Linked DNA regions of Mus musculus: all the other regions are linked to region 2. The links are chromatin contacts, called in public Hi-C and promoter capture Hi-C maps. All regions are on one chromosome and are shown on one strand. The core of a region is the stretch at or near the end of the contact, and the rest is flanking DNA. Distances in the headings are between cores, read along the strand shown.

Region 1 (2,700 bases), core at 183-2,682, 420 kb before region 2:
TCATGTATAAGGTTGGGCATTGTTGTGGTGACATTTCTCACATTGACAATGAACACCCACCACACTTTTCAGTAACCTGGTACTGCTCAGACAGACACTTCCTATGCTCTGAAATTAACTACATGCAAGGAAAACACTTCAGTTTTCTTAGTGGGATATGACCAGTCATATACGGTATGACTTTTCAAAGGTCAAAACGCTTTTACACAGTTGGATGGAGTTTAAGGTGGAGGGGCAGAGATTTGTGTAAGGTTTCCTGTACACTGTTTCTCTGCCTTTCTTCACATTCCTTACTAACAGAAATCTTTTAAAGGAAGAGAATAGAGCAAAAGTTAGAGGAAGAAATTTGAACCCCTCTAACTAGTAGTCACTTGACGTGTATGTCAATTAAGCAAACAGAAAAGGGTAAAGAAATACTCCCTGTGCCAAACATTAGCATCCTATTATGTAAAATCTCCTGTTACAAATATATACCCAGTCTTTCACAGAAACATACAATTGTCTCAATTTGACCTGTTGAATAAAGAACAATTTGGAAAACCATGATGCTCCAACGTTTTGTAGTATAGACCCGTTTAACAGTGGACATCAAGTCTTTACACCTCTCCAAACTAGACATATTTTAGACATCTGTGTGAGCAATTCCATATTTCCTGAAAGCTTCCTTTCATCCATTGTGATTCCCTATACATAGTTCCGGTTAGTTACCTTTAGACACTTCACCAGATTCCTGCACGATCTGAAATTAGCAAAGTGTAAGACGCCATGAACTTAAACTGCACACAGAACCACACTTTAAAGAAGTCTCCCTTTTGCAGAGTTTTTAAAAAGCAGCAGTTCAATACCTCGATGCATTTTTCTGTGGGCACTGGATAAACCATGTCTCTGCTTGCATTATCAAGCCACCGGCTTAATTTGTATTAACTCTAAAATCACTACCCAGGAAAGAACGCCAGCCTACACATGCACCAGATTGCTCCCAGATTGTTTTTGCAAAAGCGTAGATGGTTCACGTTAGTTTACAGCAAAAGCATTCTACAGGAGTGGGAGCTGATGCTCCCCAAAAGGAAAAAAAAAATCTGTACAAGTAAAACACACTTACTGTTTCGATCCAGTCCAGTGCTACTGAAATGCCTGCCTCCATTCCTGGCTTGATTCAGGGTGCTGTTGCTGCTGGGGTGTGCCGGGACAGGTTTAACCACATGTGAATAAAGGATTTCTGTGGCATCATTTTTAAAAGCCAAACAGTTTCTCATCAGGATGCAGAGCAGGGGAATGAGAGAGAGATGAATGGCAGGAGGAAGCATGATGAGTGGAGGATTTGCTGGGCTGAGGAGCCGCTAATTCTTTCCCCCTTGCTTCTGCACTGTGGACTGTGGAATCCCTTCCCAAGGTTCCCTTTATATAGCCAGAGGCTTGGCGTTCATTCAGGTGTAAAGTTGTGTAGGGCTTCGGAGTGAAAACACAGAGAAGGGGTGGGATCCCTACTTGACCCTGCAAAAGAATTTTACCAATGGAGAAGACGGGCTGCAGAAGAGGAGGGGCTTGCTACACAAATTGCCTGCGATTTCAGAGTTGGGCTTTACTGGTCTACGAGCTGAAGCAGGCAAGGCACAGCCCTGTCACAACTGCTACCACTTGCTCCTCAGCCAGGTCCTCTCCGGAGCCTAGGTTCATGGTCAAGTTTAATGGAAGGAAAAGTAGGTTGCTGTTCACATAAAGAGACAGAGTTTATTTTATTTTTCACACTTTTGTTCTCTATTCCCCTCAGATTAAAGAAAATTTGGGGCCTGAAGGGGCTTCTTCCCCAAAAGTTAGAAGAAGCCATATGAGTTTTTGAGTAGTGTCAGACTTGAGTAAAAGATCTATTTAGTTAAATATGTTTTGTCTCTTAAGAAGAAAACCTTTTTCCCCTCTCTTTTCTCATAAAGAGGAAGACACAGAGCTAAAACCTGCCCTCTGGACACACTTAAGTAATGCTGCTTTGATCTGCAGGAGCAACTGTCCTGCTAGGTAAATTACTGCCAGCGGTCCTGGTACTGCCAGCGGTCCTGAGTGTGTGTGTTGGGGGGTTGGGGGGTGTAATGAGCAGAACTCTGTCTGAATTAAATTAACTCATATCAGTTTTCATCTTAAAATATGTCAGCAAGGTTTAGCATTCTGCATGTCTCTTGCCCAAAAGAAAACCATTTTCTATTTATTACCCTTTACCAATTCAAAATATTTCTAGATTGTTCATATACTGCAGGTCCTGAGTTATATTTGTATTTGTCAAACATTGGTTTTGGTAACTTCCTTTGAGTCTGCTGCCTAAGTAAGTGCTGTCACCGTCTGGGCTGCTTTATTTCCATCTGACAGAGCTACTCCATGGGTTCTTTAACTCTGAAAACAAAGGGTCTAGCAGTATGAGTCAGCATGGAAGGGCACCTGCAGCCAAGCTTGGCAATCCTGAGTTCAGCATCGGAACCCACATAACAGAAGGAGAGTGGCCTCTGGGACTTTGTCCTCTAGCCCTCACATGTGTGCTGTGGCATGAGTATAGAAGCCTAAGATAAAGAAATGATTTTAAAAGAAAAGCAGGTTTCATCGGATCTATTAAGCATCTTGACTGGGACAACTTTCAAATTGCCTGTTCAATGATAAATCCAATTTTAATGGTCAGTGTGGCTGTTAGAAAAATGTCTTAGTATTTTGTATCTC
Region 2 (2,700 bases), core at 33-2,532:
CCTGAGGTGTTTTTCTCTTCCCGACTGTGTCCTGACATCCCATTAAAGAGGTAAGATGTTCTAGTCTCTTTCCTGCTGCTAAGACAAACACCCTAACAACCAGCAACTTAGGGGGAGAACAAGCTTGTTTTAGCTCCAGATTCTAGGATTCTATTCATCTTGTGCAGGAAGTCAAGGCAGCAGGAACTTGGGAAACTGTTCACATCATATCCACAGTCACGAGCAAAGAGAGAATATACTGATTATTGCTTGTTTGCTTGCTCTCAGCAGTTTTCGCCTCTCTTCTGCTATTGGAAACCTGCCTAGGGAATGGTGCCACCTGAAATGGCTCAGTCTTACATGAATTAAAACTCCCCCAACCCCACAGGCAAGCCTACAAGCCAACCTGATCTAGATAATTCCTTGTTAAGAATATTTTTCCAGGTGATTGTGGACTGTTACATTGGCAGCTAAGCCGGCACTGATGTCATAGGGCTGATGTTCAGGTGTGACCGTAGAGAGCTTTATGAGAGGGACAGTGTGAAACTGGCCAGCGCACTACTGTACTGTCTGTCCTAAGTACCAGGGTAAGTATTCACCTAGCTGAAATACTGTCCATGTGCTCAGTGTTCCTTCTCCCAGGACAAATGGTGACTCGACTCATAATGGGAGGCCCTAGTGCCAGGAGCTGAAAAGCCTCAGTTAAGCCTCAGGCCTGAGTAACAATTGCTTTTAGAAAGAAAAGAGAGATGTCTCATGTCCATTTAATAACCTTCATAGTTGACTACATTGGATCTGCGTGTCAGACTTAGAACGTTTGGTTGCTCCTACATCACATAAAACTTTTCAAATTTGCACTCTGTATGCTTTTTAAAGTTCAGAATGGGATCACAGTGGGCAAAGATTTTTCTATTTCATAGGGCAAAAGATTATCTGATCACAAAAAGGTCAAATTTTAGATATGCAAATTGCATATCTCTTTCTCCCCCTTTCACTGCTGGGCAGCCCCGCTCCTTTCTTGAGATTCCCCTTTACACAGCCTAAAGGTCTCTGTCTACAGGGGTGTGGGAGTGTGGCTCCAGGTCTTTGTGAAGCTCTGTTTGACTCCTGACTCCAGACTTTCCCCACAGGAAAAAAAAAAGGTCAGACTTGTTTTCGTTTTTAAACAATCTGTGTGATTTGAATAGAAATGGCACTGAAGGTGGAATGAAATTAGCATTTAAAAATCCCCTGAGCCTGTTCAGTCCTTACTACAATCTACTACACTTTCACCAATTTAGCTCTGCCTTTGAAATGCTTTCGTGCTGTGGTTAAGCACCAGGGAGCCAGGCTTGATTTTGAAGCGTGATTCTCTTCATCAATGGGGTATGGGACTTGGGTAAAAAAAAATGTAACCCGTGTGAGACCCGATTTTCTCTTTGAGAAGCGGGAATAATAACGTCTGAGTTTTCCAGGATTAAATAGATAGCTGTGTGTGAAGCTGCAATCAAGGACGATATACAGGAAAATAACCCAGTCCGTTCATAACGAACCCAGTTTATTAAGCTTACGGATAATATTTGAAAAGCTATTTCTATGAAGTGATTCCATTAACATTTGCGGAGGATTTGAGAATTTTAGGGATTATCTACTGTCACTAACAGTGACATTTATTCCGATTAAAACAAATCATTTCAAATGTCCTATGTAATTGAGGGATTAAAGAAAATGGCTTTTGTGTTTTCAATTTCAAAGATACGTTCACAGCGCCACCTGCCGATCAAGAGGATGAACGGCTTTTGGTCTATTTTGATAGGCAAAATAAATAAAATGCAAGAGTGTTTCCCTTGGTGTCTTTCTCAATACACTCTGTCATTTGCTTGAGAAATTTACATTATTTTTGCAAAGATCTGTAATGTTCTTTTGAAGTATCAAATATCTATTTATCTCTTTACTGACTGGACCCCATCATTGAGCCAGTTTAAATGGTGGGGTCAAATTATCAAATTAAACTAGTAACATAAAAGGTCAGGTGATCTGTACTGAGTATCTCTCTTCACCCAGAGGCTAGACCAGACAGACTGAACAGACGCATGCTAATCATTGGCTTTTACTCCATTGTAGAAAACATTCTCCAGCCCCAGGCTGACCGTAACGTTCATGTGAGGTTGGAGACTTTGAGAGACTACTCGGAGAATCTGGGTGTCGTTCAGCCAAGACTTGACCACTGTGGGATAAGAACAGCCCAGGTCCCAAAGGCACCAGAAGCACACACAGCCGGGTGCAAGGTGTCTATTGTATCTGTAGCAGAATTGTAAGTTGAAATGGTTATTATAATGAAGACTATATACGTCTTCTAAATTACAATGATACAATGTTATAAATGATGGACATGGTTATTACATATACATCTAATCAGAAACACACAGCCAACACCTAACTATGGATTACTATTAGCACACCCTTGGTATGCTTTACATATCATTTCAGTTTCTGTTTATGTCACCGCGAGTGTGCATATGTGTTTATATACATGTCACATATATAAGCAAATAAATGAACAAGTGTCATGAAGTACTTTTTCCACAAACTTTTTTCATTATTATAAAATTCATATACAAGGAATCATTCTAACCACCCAGCAGAGTGCAATTGTGCATTTCGTATTTTCAGAGTGCTATGTAGCTGTGTGTGACATATTTCTAGCACTGTTTACCACCACAAAGTAACTTATATACCCAC
Region 3 (2,700 bases), core at 153-2,652, 480 kb before region 2:
AACCACCGGTCTTGATTACTCTAATCAAGGATGATTGCAGCCCTGCACTTCCATTTACCAAATGCCAATGCTCGGAAAGTAAAATAATCTCCTGAGAAATTACTGTGTCCCTTTGACTTTTTGAAGTGTATTGGGAGTTGTTACTCTTCTGAACAAAATGCCAAGGACAGTGGTCTCTATGGAAGCCTCCTGTAATCGTTACTTATGCTAAATATTGGCATCTATCTTGAAATGTAACCAGTCCGATTCAAGGTTTAAAGGCATCGTCACAACTGTCCATTTGACTTCAAAAGAGTAAAGATCTTGCAGAACTTAAGCACCTTCATAATCTTCCCTTTCAGTCTCGCCTCAGCCCCATCACATCACAACACAAGTAACTCATCTTTTTCTCCTCTCACAGTTTCTTCACAGCCTTCCTGACACTGCTCATTATTTCTGGAATCAACTAATTTCAGTCTCTTTTCTAGGGTGTCTTGGCCTCAACCTCACCATCCAATCACCTCCCGTTATTGAAAGGCTGGAATTAACTCTGCTTTTCTCTCTACTACCTGGTTATTTAGCCATGCCTGATTCCCAGAAGAAACGTGCCTGCCCAGGAAACTGGAGGTGCGGCTAGGACTCTCAGGCTCACGCATGCGCGGTGGCACTGTGCCCCAGGCGCTCCTAGAGCAGGTATTCCTCGGGCCCCGCGGGGCCTGCGTGGGAACCGAAAGTCCCTGGGTCCCCATGCACTGGTTAGCCAGGGCCCCAGGCCCGGCGCTGCCCGCCACGCTGCCTGTTGGGGATGATCCTGGGCTCGGGGGGAGCGGATGGCTGGCGCCAGTTACCTCTCCATAGCCTGCAAAGTGTAGCTGATGAGCGGCCTTTCCAGAACCCGGCAGAACTGCTTCGGGGTGCGGACGCCCATCCTTTCCCCGCAACCCCCAGCCGGCAGCACGGCGGCCACGGTTCCAGGGCGGTTCCCGGGCTCCGCCCCAGCGACGGACAACGGGGACTCCGGGAACGCTGAGCCCGCGCCCGCGGGGCCGCTCACGCAATGCCCAGGCTCAGCGGGCCTGCTGCACGGCCCAGGCTCCATAGCAGGCAGAGCGCAGAAGCTCGAGGTGCAGATGGAAACCGAGAGCGAGACGCCAGCACCGGCCCTGGGACGAGATCAAGGGTCGCACTGGGCCAGGAACGGCGCCGAGCGGACTCGGGGAAAGTGGCCTCGGGTGCTGATCGCGGAGGAAGCCAGCAAGCCTTGTCTTCCCAGCCTGGGCCCAGCGCCCCTAGGCAGCAATGCTCTTCCTGCTCTTCCCTCTATCCCTCCGGGCAGGTCGAGCCGAGGCTGCAGTAGCAGTCCTTACAGATTTGACAGTCACACACAGGCAGCTATGCACAGCACAGTCATGGGCCCCATTCTAGATAAGTCGGAAATAATTGTATTCAAGGTACAGTTCAAGACCCATATGTGTGCACCTCGGTCATAAGAATTTCGTTATCCACAGATGGCACCCTGATTCTACCAAGTGGAAAGACAAATGGCTAGGCAAAGTCTAGAATCCGTACTGCAAGGTTGATTCCCAGACCTGTCTGTCTGCACCTTTGAACAACCAAGTAGAGTGTCCTTGAATTCTGTATTCCACACTCAAATTTTAAGATTTTAAGATTTGAATGTTTTTAAATTCCACAGGTGATTCTATTGGGCAAGTGTGATTTTATTGTAACCAGAGGGGGACAGCAACCACACTCACTACTGAATAATCAACACACATCTCCTGTTAACAGGAAAAAGAAAAAAAAAAAAAAAACCTCTAGTGGTCATTTTCACTGACAGGGGAACGTGGGTGCTAAGTAACTTATGTAAGACTGCACAGCCAATGATGGCAAGGCAACCATAAATCTTCGGTTTAGAGGTGCAACGAGCAAGCGTTGAGAAGTTTCAGGCCTGGTGCTCATCTAGTGCTTATTTAGGACTATCCTTCTGGGAAATGTTGATGAAACAGAATGGGTACTCCGAGTGCCAGGCACCACTGTATTCAGGATCTGGAATGTGGAATTCATGAGAGCATGCCCTAGCTTTGCTTTGGGTTTGGGTTGTATGCCCAGCTTCAGGAATGTGACAGGGGCCTAATACTTACTGAAGGAACTGCTGATTGAATAATGACAAGGGAAAAGGAATTATTTGACCATGTATATTATCAATCTTCACCCATCAATAGCTAAATTAGAATCATAAAAACAAAAACTTGAGGATTGAATTACCCAGTTATAGTATTAAATCTCATTGTTTTTATCAACTTTGCCAATTGAAAGCATACGAAATTTTTTTAAAAATTCTCTTCTCTTACCCTCTTTTGTCTAATATTCTAAAGCACTTTCTTTTGTTGCTTTCATTATGACTAATGGACAGCTTCTGTGTTAACTGAAGTTTGTTGAACTCTTGACCCTTCGATGAAAAGGAAGCATTATAGCTTGCTTGTTTGTATTGCAATGCTTGAATGTTTCCTTCCCAGGAGGCAGGAGTGTGCAAGGAAGAGAGAGACTGAGAGACAGAGTGAAGCTGGGGGCGGGGGGGGGGGGGCAAAAAGACTGATTGAGTCTAGGAAAGAGCTCTTTGCTAGGGAGTTGGGTGTTTGATTTGTTAGAGCTTGCTCAAAGGAGACTCTTGAGAAGGCTCCATCGCATCTTATGAACTAACACATTATGTTACTTACAAAA

Evidence for each region. Promoter capture Hi-C pulls out the DNA fragments that hold promoters and counts their contacts. A called contact is a pair of places that touch in the nucleus more often than the background predicts.
Region 1: a contact with region 2 is called in a promoter capture Hi-C map of hippocampal neurons, with 2.6 times the contacts expected there. The contact joins the promoter of Sostdc1 here to the enhancer-like site in region 2. A contact is called at or near these places in 7 of 39 promoter capture datasets (the C10 cell line, the HPC-7 cell line, cranial neural crest and 4 more) and 1 of 115 datasets of contacts at active chromatin or transcription factors (large pre-B cells).
Region 3: a Hi-C map of cerebellum shows a contact between it and region 2, with 2.3 times the contacts expected there. The contact joins the promoter of Crppa here to the enhancer-like site in region 2. A contact is called at or near these places in 2 of 39 promoter capture datasets (cranial neural crest and pre-B cells), 3 of 484 Hi-C or Micro-C datasets (cerebellum and uterus), 3 of 115 datasets of contacts at active chromatin or transcription factors (astrocytes, cardiomyocytes and kidney) and 2 of 9 other capture datasets (adipose tissue and liver).

What each region holds. Positions count from the first base shown.
Region 1 is chr12:36,312,901-36,315,600 of GRCm38.p6, reverse strand. It overlaps Sostdc1 (sclerostin domain containing 1), which reads right to left and starts at 1,432. Exons shown (of 2, transcript NM_025312.3): 1 at 1,103-1,432. The coding sequence starts at 1,307.
Region 2 is chr12:35,895,418-35,898,117 of GRCm38.p6, reverse strand. No RefSeq gene overlaps it. Among named protein-coding and RNA genes, the nearest start is that of Agr3, 29 kb to the left of the region's middle. Within about 2 kb of position 1,282, at least 49 of the 459 cell types and tissues checked have an H3K27ac peak or open chromatin away from gene starts, as enhancers often do. A contact at or near this core is called in cerebellum and hippocampal neurons, where this site is marked.
Region 3 is chr12:36,380,152-36,382,851 of GRCm38.p6, reverse strand. It overlaps Crppa (CDP-L-ribitol pyrophosphorylase A), which reads right to left and starts at 1,402. Exons shown (of 10, transcript NM_178629.6): 1 at 828-1,402. The coding sequence starts at 1,078.